Regions from separate parts of the Mus musculus genome. Here all the other regions are linked to region 1. The links are chromatin contacts, called in public Hi-C, HiChIP or PLAC-seq and promoter capture Hi-C maps. All regions are on one chromosome and are shown on one strand. Each heading gives the region's core, a stretch centred on a gene start, on an enhancer-like site or on the middle of the called end of the contact. The rest is flanking DNA. Distances are from core to core; before and after follow the strand shown. Region 1 holds the start of Ints14 (integrator complex subunit 14). Region 2 overlaps Megf11 (multiple EGF-like-domains 11). Region 3 overlaps Megf11 (multiple EGF-like-domains 11). Region 4 overlaps Megf11 (multiple EGF-like-domains 11).

Evidence for each region. Promoter capture Hi-C pulls out the DNA fragments that hold promoters and counts their contacts. A called contact is a pair of places that touch in the nucleus more often than the background predicts. HiChIP or PLAC-seq counts read pairs in DNA pulled down with a chosen protein or histone mark.
Region 2: an H3K27ac HiChIP or PLAC-seq map of microglia shows a contact between it and region 1, with 5 times the contacts expected there. The contact joins the enhancer-like site here to the promoter of Ints14 in region 1. A contact is called at or near these places in 2 of 39 promoter capture datasets (the HPC-7 cell line and hippocampal neurons), 3 of 115 datasets of contacts at active chromatin or transcription factors (bone marrow-derived macrophages, large pre-B cells and microglia) and 2 of 9 other capture datasets (adipose tissue and macrophages).
Region 3: a promoter capture Hi-C map of hippocampal neurons shows a contact between it and region 1, with 2.2 times the contacts expected there. The contact joins the enhancer-like site here to the promoter of Ints14 in region 1. A contact is called at or near these places in 7 of 39 promoter capture datasets (the 3T3-L1 cell line, the HPC-7 cell line, the SN4741 cell line and 4 more) and 1 of 115 datasets of contacts at active chromatin or transcription factors (large pre-B cells).
Region 4: a contact with region 1 is called in a Hi-C map of the N1E-115 cell line, with 4 times the contacts expected there. The contact joins the enhancer-like site here to the promoter of Ints14 in region 1. A contact is called at or near these places in 13 of 39 promoter capture datasets (the 3T3-L1 cell line, 3T3-L1-derived adipocytes, the HPC-7 cell line and 9 more), 1 of 15 datasets of contacts at CTCF or cohesin (the NIH/3T3 cell line), 3 of 484 Hi-C or Micro-C datasets (the HL-1 cell line, the N1E-115 cell line and embryonic fibroblasts) and 1 of 115 datasets of contacts at active chromatin or transcription factors (large pre-B cells).

The regions. Positions count from the first base shown.
Region 1 is chr9:64,959,510-64,962,247 of GRCm38.p6, reverse strand. Ints14 (integrator complex subunit 14) reads right to left here and starts at 1,416. Exons shown (of 13, transcript NM_001077631.2): 1 at 1,310-1,416; 2 at 250-554.
Region 2 is chr9:64,451,533-64,454,270 of GRCm38.p6, reverse strand. The region is part of intron 1 of Megf11 (multiple EGF-like-domains 11); the gene reads right to left. Among named protein-coding and RNA genes, the nearest start is that of Megf11, 67 kb to the right of the region's middle. Within about 2 kb of position 1,345, at least 62 of the 459 cell types and tissues checked have an H3K27ac peak or open chromatin away from gene starts, as enhancers often do. A contact at or near this core is called in the HPC-7 cell line, bone marrow-derived macrophages and microglia, where this site is marked.
Region 3 is chr9:64,531,777-64,534,514 of GRCm38.p6, reverse strand. The region is part of intron 4 of Megf11 (multiple EGF-like-domains 11); the gene reads right to left. Among named protein-coding and RNA genes, the nearest start is that of Megf11, 150 kb to the right of the region's middle. Within about 2 kb of position 1,369, at least 35 of the 459 cell types and tissues checked have an H3K27ac peak or open chromatin away from gene starts, as enhancers often do. A contact at or near this core is called in the HPC-7 cell line and hippocampal neurons, where this site is marked.
Region 4 is chr9:64,637,053-64,639,790 of GRCm38.p6, reverse strand. It overlaps Megf11 (multiple EGF-like-domains 11), which reads right to left. Exons shown (of 25, transcript NM_001134399.1): 6 at 1,310-1,556. Among named protein-coding and RNA genes, the nearest start is that of Gm36311, 48 kb to the left of the region's middle. Within about 2 kb of position 1,415, at least 36 of the 459 cell types and tissues checked have an H3K27ac peak or open chromatin away from gene starts, as enhancers often do. A contact at or near this core is called in the N1E-115 cell line, where this site is marked.

The sequences.
Region 1 (2,738 bases), core at 167-2,666:
CTGGCACACAGCAGGTGCTCATCAAAATCTCAACATAACCAATGAACTACCCCTAATACAACATACATTAATTCATTAGGAAAATACATTGTAAATTTTAACTCTGTACACAAAAATACACTTTCTTATTTAAGCAGAGCCACCAGGGAGTCCTGCACTTCTGCTCAGGTGCAGTTTATCCAGCTCTTGTGGGTCACATTTATGCACGGAAGCCTTTATGGTTTTTAAAGCTGATGATCACGCCCTCACCTCTTAAGAGATTGAGAAACAGTTTTCTGGATCAAGTACCAACAAGCACTTCCAGTCCATGAAATTGCTGCTAGCACTGCAATGGGTGACCGCAGCTGTCAGTCTGGCCTTCTCTGAAGACACCTGAGAAGCTGGCTCTTTCTCCTGACTGATGCATTTGTGTCAGGGCCCGAGTGCACTTCCTCAGCCGTGGCCGACTTGTGGCAATCCAATTTTGTTTTTGGGTTGTAAGCACTGGGATAAACGAAAGAATGGAACGTCCCTGAAGGCTGTTTCACTCAAGCAGTCTGGGCTTAGCCACAAAACTGAAAAATAAAAGATCTCTCATTAGTAGATAACACGATGTATTTCTCACTTGGGCTGACTCTGATCAAATTTCCCCACACCGCCCTCAGCCTTTCCAATTGGTACCATTTTACAATGTTTCAGATAACCAAGGGTTTTCTTTCTCCTGGACAGTCTACTCCTGATGATACATCCTCGCCACATGACTGCTCTAAAAGCCATCAATTACATTTATAGTTCTACTCTGAAGGGGATCATTAGCCCATTCATAGCAATTTGACGCTCAGGAATCTCTCAAAGCTCCACTTCAGTTTCTAAGTGCATACACGTCGGCTTTTCTGTCGCTCTGGCTTGCCCTACGAATTCCTCTAAATTCTCAGATGATTAATATCTGAATGGGTAGCCTGAAGTGCAGCAGAGTTCACTTAAGACTGCAACTGAAGAATAGACCTTTACCTTTAAAACGAGCCCAAAACATTTGTTGTATGGAACTCTCGGGGAAAGAGGGGACGGAAGTCTCAGGGTCCAGGGACGGAAGACTCTCAGGGGAGGAAGAAACACGGCCCCAAGCGCGGAATCCTGCTGCTTACAAGACCCGGGCCACACAGAGGGCAGGCCTGTCGCAGGCCCTGGAGCCAGCGCCCCTGAGACCGCCACCCTACGCGGGCCTCAGAGAAGGTCCGCCGCCCGCCCTGTGTTGTTCCTTCCACTCCTTCCCCTGTAACCCCAACCGCCATCGAAACACAGCCCTCAACAGGCACATTCCCTGACTTACCCGGAGCCCATCTCCAGCCTCTGTCCGTCCGCTTAAACCTTCCGTCCGCGCGCCATAGCCGGAACTTAAGGGCCGTGCGACATAAGGGAACCCGGAGGCAGCGAATAGCGTGGGCTGGGCGGGGCTTCCAGCCCACGGGCGCTGGGTTGTGGCTCTCCCGGGACGCTAGGGGGTGCTCCTCCTCTGTCTCTTGCCCACGGAGCCCCAATTTCCTCCCAGGCTGAGCCCTGCGGGGGGTTTCTGGCCCTTCCCCCTTTGTCTTACCCCATTCTGGGTGCCTCCCTCCATTTATCTCTGCTTTGCCTTTTTATTAACCTGTAGACCCCTGGCCAGTGTCTAACATTTCTGTCATTGCTTTTCTTCTTCAGAATTCTCAGTCACACCGACAGAACAGTAGGATGCTCTTCCTACTCTTAAAAAACTGTAATCCCCGGCTGAGTGCTCAGACTGTAAGCACCTGGCTGCCCTGAGTCTAAGTTGCATTGAGATCTTAGTACCACGTTATTTCCCTACCCTGACTTTGAGACCGGCAGAAGCGTGACTCAGTTATTGCTTTTGTGCCTGAGATGTGCTGAAGGTTTTGCTTTTAGGATTCCATGTAAGGCTTTGAGGGTCCCTGCCTGCTTCTCTCCACCAGGTGTCCCTAGCATAGCATATGCCTCAGGGAGTTCCTGGGCGGGGATGAGAGGGTGAGGTGGGCAAAAGGTGACTTGCTAACCCTGTGGGCTGTAGGGGCCTGGAGAATGTCAGTTAGTAGTAGGCCTCAACGGATGCTAACAGAACGCTGGGTAGTTATGGTTCAAAGACCAATACTTCACAACAGCAATTACAAGTGAGAACACAGAGCTCCCTGTAAAGTCTTAGGCATATGGCTTTCTTTAAGCTTATGGGTTGCAAGCGGGATAAGGAAGGGAAACTCTTAGAACTGACTTACCACAACTTGCTCCGTGGGAAAGTGTTTGTTGTTCTTTAATGTTTCCTCTTTCTATTAGAGGTGGCAGAGAAAGCCAACACTAGACTCTGGGGAACCAATATCAAGGCCGCATGGCCTGTAGACTTAGCTTTTGTTTGCTGCAGGACATCTTTCTCCAACCAGGCTAGTTTCAATATTTCAAAAGACCTTGCTATGTTTGAACAGTTATGGGGCTCTAGGTAAGTAAGAATATATAGCCTGATTACTTAGCCGTAATGGGAGAGATCTGGCCAAGACTATGCAGACAGAGGAGTTATCTGTCTAGTTGCTCTATTGTGGTGATGATTCAGCCATGGATTGCTGTTCTAGGCCAGCTTAGATACATGGTCTGGTTTATGACCTTAAAGACTAAACTTAAGTTAATTAGTTTGCTCATTTTTAATGATCTGATAGGTGTTCAGATTTGTTGTCGTCGTCCTCGTTCTGCTGAACAGCTGGCTTTTCGGTGACGTAGAA
Region 2 (2,738 bases), core at 96-2,595, 510 kb after region 1:
TGTGGAACTGTGAGCGAGGTAGATAGACTGCCTTCCAGTGACCTCAGAACCAAAGGTAGATAGAATCTGCCAGCCCTCATGTCCCTGTCACAAGGCGAGAGTCCTCTGAAAGAAGTGACTTTTGCTACCAGGAGTGAGGAGAGATAGCAAACAGAGCCACTGCTCTTGGTCCTCCCTGCCCACAGCGAAGGGAGCATCAGCAGTATTTGACAAGCTGACCAGCTCCCCCAAGAATAGCGCTGTCATTACACCAAGGGGGAAATCATTACCTGATCTATAAATGATTACATGGGAGCAGGAACTGTCACTCCCATCTGAGGAGTTGGCAGAATTGGGATTTTAAAACAGGCCTGCAGACCAGTGCAGCCTTCAGCTCCCTGGGGCAGCTGCTGTATTATTCACAAGGTAAAAAACTTCAGGCACTCAGGGGGACCGCCAAGGGCTCGGGGACTCTGCCAATCAAAGGATCGAAGCCCCTTTGCGGTGTCAGCCACAAACTTAACTCAAAGGAAAACATAACTGTTCAGATCTCCTGTCTGACAGCGCAGAGGCCTCACAACTCACCACGGTCTTTCTTTTGCAAAAGCAGCCTCGGCTGGAGGGGGCTTCGGTCATTTAGTCTGTGACCACAATGGAGGCTCAAGCTTGGCCTTCAGGGAGAAGCTGTTTGTAGTGGAGGCGAGCTGGAGGCCTTATTGATGGGCCTAGCCTGGCAGGATGAGATGAGTAACAGGAAGTGGAACCTCATACACTGGGGACCACCCAGCCTCAGGAAGATGAGATGTGGGCAGAGCAAGATGCTGTTGGGAAAAGTTGGTAGTGGGCAATTTGAAGCACCATAAGGTGTGTAAATAAAGCCAGACAGTGGCAGCTCATGCCTTTAATTCCAGAGGCAGGTGAATCTTTAAGTTCAAGGCCAGCCTGGTCTACAGTGTGAGTTCCAGGACAGCCAGGACTACACAGAGAAACCCTGTCTCATAGCAAACAAAACAAAACAAAACAAAACAAAACAACAGTGTGTGTACACTTAAAAAATAGAAGAACACAGAATGACATTAAGTATTTTTGCATTTTTGCAACAGATTGCAAACGCATCAAAGGGGCCACATATAAGACTGAGGACAGGGGCATGAGAATATACACAAGGCAAAAAGGTGTGGCAAAAAAGTAAAGTTGTGTCATGATGATAAACTGTCACATGGGGTCCACTCAGCTCCTAGCCCCACACCTGACTCACTGTGAAGAAAGACACCGTCTCAGAGAGGTCACCCAGACTGTCTAGCTTAACTTCCCTGGTGCATTCAGGTCACGTGACACTCTTGTCACTGTGCAGATGACCAGAGTTAAGGTTCTGCTTTTTGTTCGTTGAGACAGGAAATCACGTAGCAAAAGCTGACTTTGAACTTGGTAGCCTAGATTAGCCTGGAACTTCTGACTCTCCTGCACCTCCCAAGTCCTGAGGTTATAGGTGCACGCCACTGGGCCCATTTATGTAGTACTGGGGATCGAACCCGGCACTTTAGCCTCAATAGGCAAGCACTTTACCTGCCCCTAACCTCTTCATGCAAGCTCCCTCGGTGCCGTCTCTACAGATGCTGCTGTCTATGGACCTGGCTTTGACCGCCACAGGCCTTACAGGCTTAAGACAAGGGTTTGCATGTCCTCTGCTTACAGATCTCAAGGTAATTATGCGCCTGAAAGAAGACAGGCAGGGAGAAGAGAGCGTACATTAATCATATATGCTTCCATTTCTTCCAGAAACCTCAGCAAAGCATCCTAATCCATGAAGACATAAAGCAGAACGATGGCTGCCAGGCTGTGGAGGTGGGGAGCAGGAGGGTTGGCAAGGGAAACTTAGGGGCAGTGGGTCCCTCCAAATCCTTGGTTACAGCATGATTGGCCTGGGATAGGTTGTTCTTCCCCGAGCTCTAGGCTTCAAATGTGTGCACACTGGGGTGCATCAGGAAAGTCTCTGTGGCCCCACCTGTCCCTACCTAGGATGTCATTTCCACTTCCACTGACCTACATCCTCTCTGTCACTCTGTCCCACACAAAGGCCACCATCTTGCCCGGGCCTGTCCTAGGTGCCTACTGGAAGTCCTCACCCAATCCCCTCCACAAAGCAGGGTGATCTCCTCAAACTAGACTTGACATGTCCTTATCACCTCCCACCCTGACTCTCCCCACCACCCACAATGACCTCACATAGTTCTGTGAACTCTTCTGCATGGAAGGGATCAGAGACCACAAGTCAGGCTGTGCCTTAGGCCCCTCCCCTTACCCTAACCACTTAGCTTCCGTGCCTCTCATCTCTACCAGGCCTCATCGCATGCACTTCAAAGCTCTCTAGCAAACATTCATTTTCTCTCTCTCTCTCTCTCTCTCTCTCTCTCTCTCTCTCTCTCACACACACACACACACACACACACACACACACACACACTCACAGAGGAACTGTCTGTAGTTCCCACTCTTGGCTGATGATCTTCTTCACACCATCCAGCCCAGGTGTCCCTTCCCGAGGGCTCCCCTGCAAACCCCATACCCTCTAGGTCCTGAGGGCTCCCCTGCAGACCCCATACACTCTGGGTCCTGAGGGCTCCCCTGCAGACCCCCATACACTCTGGGTCCTGAGGGCTCCCCTGCAGACCCCATATACTCTGGGTCCTGAGGGCTCCCCTGCAGACCCCCATACACTCTCGGTCCTGAGGGCTCCCCTGCAGACCCCCATACACTCT
Region 3 (2,738 bases), core at 120-2,619, 430 kb after region 1:
CTCCATTCTACTCACTGAGCTCACACCAAGTCCACAGAGGCAAGGAAGAGGTCTCTGTTCATTATCTCAGTGTCCCAGCATGGAACCAGACACGAGAGAAGCACAGTCAACATGAACTGGACCCCTGCCCGTCCTGATCCAGGATCTACTCTCTCCTCTATGGGCCATGCCAGTCTGCCTGAGGGTGAATGCGCCACTCAGCTAAAACACCTGACTACACTTAAGCCTCAGCTCCATGGCAGGATGGCAAAGGGCGTTTGTTTGTTGGCTGGTTGGTTGGTTTTGCTTATTTGTCTGTCTTTCTATCTGTCTGTTTTTTGAGTACTCCAGGCTAGCCTCCACTTACTATGTTGCTGAAGATGATTTTGAACTTCTGACCCTCCTGCCTATGCCTCCTGGATGCTGTGATCGCAGCTTGTGCCACCAATCCCGTCCCTCCAGTGCTGAGGGTGGATGAGATCCAGAGCCTCCAGAATGCTAGGCAAGCACTCTACCAACTTAGCAACAGCCCAGCCCTGAAAAATGCCTCTTAGAAAAATGCCAGTGACTGCAGCTGGCACAGCCTGTCTTGTCACAGCCAAAGCCAGTGGGGAGGACGAGCCTCCGTCCCATTCTATAGAGCTCTGGGGAGCCATCTATCCTCAAACACCAGATGATAACACCCCTACCCCCCACCTACACCAGGGGACCTCCCTCACATCTCTACCAATCATCCTAAGATATTAGCCTGACTTGCTTCGAACGTGGCTTAACGGAGAGAAACGGTTTACCAATTAAAATTGCCACCTGTCAGAACGCTGCTATCAGGTGCCTGCATACAGCAAGCCTGCCAACCGCGGGGCCTGATAAAAGCCATGGCATGGCAGTCGGCAACCTCCGTGGGTGCAGAAGGCCCGGGCTCTGCTCCTGGCAGCCCAGCCTTCCCCAATTTGTAGAGGATTTTCACAGTTGAGCTGCTCCCACCCCCCACCCTGTGTCCCTGCAAGGAGCAACAGCTTTTAACTTGTTAATGGCATTGGAACATACGGCCTGAGTCAGCAAACCCCCCAGCCCATGACCCGAGGAGAGGTTTTTCTAGGTCTTTTTTTCCCTCATTTGACAGATGCCAGACTTTCTCCAGAAAGACACATTCCGACTGATTGATTTTTTTTCTTTAGGAAATTGATCCTCACCACCTACCAGGCAAGCAAAGCATGAGGCTTGTCAAGTCCTTTTTTTTTTTTTTTTCCTTTTCCTTTTCAACACTGATTTAAAAAAAAAAAAAAAAAAAAAAAGTTCTGTTTCTCTCTTAAAACTTAGCCTGTCTCAAAGGAGCTGCTCTCTTCTTGTGGTTTGAGTGACAGAGTTCCCAAAGAGGTGGCAATGGAGAATGGACAGATGAACCAGTGCACAGTTCCTGTGTTCCCTGTGTTCCATCTGACAGGTCTCAAGCAGATGTTAGTGGGCCAGCATGCAGCTGTCAGTTGGACAGCCATGAGTGGGAGTCCCGTGCCTCTCCCTGTCAGGCTTTATAGCAATTAAAATGACCCTTGTTACAAAGTCTCCACTGCCTATCTGCAAAGCACTGAGCAACCCAAGGGTTGGGAGGGGAAAACAAGATTAAGCTTGTCCCAGGAGGCCCCGGAAGGGCTCAGAAATCCTAGCTCAAGACAAGACTGCTGGTTTAGAAGAGGTAGCAACGAGTTTGCTGAGTCAGTCAGTAAAGTGCTTGCTATGCAAGCATGAGGATCTGAGTTCGAGTCTCAGCACCTATATAAAAAAAAACAAAAACAAAACAAAACAAAACAAAAAAACAGGTATAGAGACATAGGTCTTCAACACTAGGTCTATGGGGCTCCCTAGCCAAGGCAGCCTAGGTGAATCGTGAGTTCAGTGAGAGACTGTCTCAAAAATAAGGTGAAACAGATTGAGGAAGACAACTGAGGTTGACCTCTGGACTCCACACCCTCTCACACACATGTGAACACGTATGCATGAACACAAAAGTACATACATACATACATACATACATACATACATACAAGGGAACATATAGACATGCTGAGTTCAGAGACTTCTGAAGACACTCAGAGGCATAGCATCTTTGCAGAGAGGGCTACCTCTACTTCATTAGACGTTAGCATTTGTAGTTCCTCGCCAAATTCCAAGCCCAGCTCTGACAGCAGCAAACAGCTGCTTTGTTCCAGCCTGTCTCAATCAGCTGTAACCACATCCTCAGGGGAAAATGGTTCTTTCCAGCTCCCAGGCCTTTGCACCAACTAGCATCCCTTCTGAACATGACCGATGGAGGTCTCACTTCAAATGTCACCCACCACAAGAAGCAGTCCCTGGATAGCCTCCATAGGTTAGGTGGTTCTAGCACCTTCCCAACCCCTCCTGATCACATGACACTGGTCACATGACACTGGATACATGACACTGCTTGGCTCTACACTGGAAGAATGATACTCTTTTACTCTCCCTGCCACATCCTGGGGTCCGACACAGCACGAGCACTGAGCAGCTTTGTAAACAGCTGTTGGGTATTTGATGGAATAAATCCACATTGTCCCTGATACTCTGGACAGCTCCCATCACTAGAAAGCGCTCCGCTTCCCTGCACTGAAATCTGCCTTCTCAGAGCTTGTATGCAATGCTGCCAAGCTTGCCCTTCCCCACCTCTGGCTCCAGGTCCCTTCTGACTCCACCAGAGTCTACATCAGGAGCTGAAGGAGGCTCTTGACAGACTGGTAGGAAGC
Region 4 (2,738 bases), core at 166-2,665, 320 kb after region 1:
CCAGCACTCAGAGGTTCTGGGGAGGAGGCTGAGAGACTTCCCTAAGAAGATGGTTTACTTAGGCTTTGAAGGTGAAGCCGATTGCAGGATTGCACGATTGCACGGAGAGGGTGAAAGGGCACGCCAGATGGGTAAAAAAATCACAAGCAACAGTGCTAAGATGTGGCCCTGGATTTTGCCTTTTAAAACTAGCCTATTTCTTCTCCTCTCTTTTAAAGATTTTTTTAAAAATGTACTTTATGTGTATGAGTGCTCTCTCTGCATGTATGCCTGCATGTCAGAAGAGGACATCAGATCCTATTATAGGATGGTTGTGAGCTGCTATGTGGTTGCTGGGAATTAAACTCAGAAGCTCTGGAAGAGTAGTAGCCAGTGCTCTTAACCACTGAGCCATTTCTCCAGCCCCTGAAAACCTGCCTGTTTTCAAAGGTAAAAGCTGGAAACTCCAAGGAATGTCTTTCCTGGGCTCTGAGAGGCTCCCAGCTGCCATGTGTGGGGACCAGCCACTGTGGGAGTGTAGGGAAGGTCTGTATCATTGCCTTGGGTCTCATTCCAATGACCATGGCCTCATGGGAGCTGATCAGATACTGGGGCAGGAGAGCCTGTCAATCCAGGATGTCTTATGGCCAGCATCCTTGGCTTCTGCTATGGATCTAAGAGAACACTAGAGAGCCTCAGCTGGGCTGGAAAGACAGCACCAGTCTTGTCTGTGAGAGTGTCCAATAAGCTGCCCTGGGGAATCCCTATCAGTATGGCTTCCCCAGGACACAGAAGTGAGGGGCCAATCTGCACATGATACATCAGATGGGCTCTAACCAGGCCCAATTAGGATGGGGCAAACAGGCATAGTATGAAAGTTAGAAGAGGAGGTCAAACTCACTTGTGTCCCTTAACTAGGAAGGGCCCTCTGGCCATGTGAGTTGTCTCCAGTAGGACCAGGTATTTAAGGGCTTGAATCTGAGACTTGTAGGGGTGAGGCCTGGGTACTTAAAGACACTGGGGCACTTGGGGTCAGAGGGCAGATGTCACAACCGGGACTTTCTGCTCTTCCTGCCTACTAGGGTGCTAAGAAGTGGCCCAAAAGCCTTGAAAGCCCTGGTGAGAGCCTCCAGGCCACAGCCCTGACCTGTTCCAAACCAGGGTCATTCAGGCCACGCTACCCACCTCCCTACACCCCCCCACCCCCCCCCACCCTGTCCCCAGCTGGGCATCCAGCAGAGTCTCCTGGCTCTGCCCCACCCCTCTTTCCCCACCCCTGGAGTCCTGATCTCGCCCTGGCCCCACCCCAAGCCACGCCCTCGCTACTCACTAAACGCCTGTGTAGCCAGGAGCGCAGAGGCACTCGCCAGTGCGCGGGTCACAGCTGGCGCCATGGTGGCACTGACAGAGCAGCTGGCAGCCCTTGCCGTGAGTACCAGGAGCGCAGAGTTCCTCACAGCGCCAGCCTCGGAAGCCCGGGGCGCACACGCAGGCGCCGGTGATAGGGTTGCACAGGGCGCCGTTCTGACACTGACACCGGTTGCTGCAGTGGGGACCCCAGTGCTCGCTGTCACAGCCTGCAAAAAAGGATACTCTGGGTCAGAGCTTTCCTTAGAACGAGGGTCCACTTGGCCTTACCATCTCCTCTGCCCCTGGAGACCAAGCTGTTGCGGGTATCTGGATGGAGTCCTTGGCATCTGGAGACCTCTGTCAGGCTCCACCAAGCCACCGAGTGTTCACGGGAGCTAAAGAAGGCATAGCCTCAAAGGCCTTCCAGCGCTGCTGCTCACTTCAATCGATGCCACGGGCACCTCCTCCAATGCAAACCTGGTCACAGCTTTCTGCCTCCCTCTGTCTCTGGGAAGCTCTCTTTGGTTGGTCTATCTATCCTTACTCCTCTCAGCTGGACCTTTTCTTGCCATGCCTGCCACCTTGCTCTGTGACCCTGTTCCTCTCCAGGCAGCTGGGCCCAGCCTCATGTCGGCCTGTGAAGCCCTCTTTTCTCTGTCCCACTCACAGTCTTAACCTCTCACATTCTCATTTACTTAAGGACGGTTCTGACTCACTGTGCACACCCCTGGCTCTCCCTTCCCTCCTCCTCCTCCCTTCCAGGAATACTTTCAGGCCCCCTACTTGCTTCCTCAGTTCAATTTCCTCACTGCCCAAGCTCCTTCAGAAAGAGCAGGAAAAAAAAATTGTATCCCTGGGAGGTGACAGACAACCTAGGAGATCCATTCCTGTAATTAAATGTTTCCAAGACTGATGGCTTTCTGGAGACCTGCATTCTAAGCCACGGAAAGGGACAGAGTAGCCCAGAACTTCAGGAAAGTTACCCAGCCTGTTATCACCTCCCACTTTGACCCTTTTGGTGCACTCAGGGCACAACAAATATAAGACGTCCCCCAACAACTGGGAGCTTTGAGTGGGAGTGGAGTTTGGTTAATGACAGGCACAAATACTGTTCTAGGATTTCTGTTTCTAGGCAAGAAAGATTGCTTCCAGTTAAGGCAGTCAGGTGAGGGCTCCACATTGCAAGAGGGCAGTGAAAGATGGCTCACTTGTCTGCCTGCCAGAGGACCATCTGTCTTGCTTTCAGCACCGAAAGTCCTCAATTCCAAAGAGCACCTCAGCCCTGGGCAAGCTGGAGTGGAGGGTGGCTCTGCTGCCTGTGGGCACAGATGGCCAGCTGATCTTTGTACCCAAGCTTTCTAGGATTTAGACCCTGGGAGGAAAGGGTCAGGTGAGTGGTATGGGAAGGG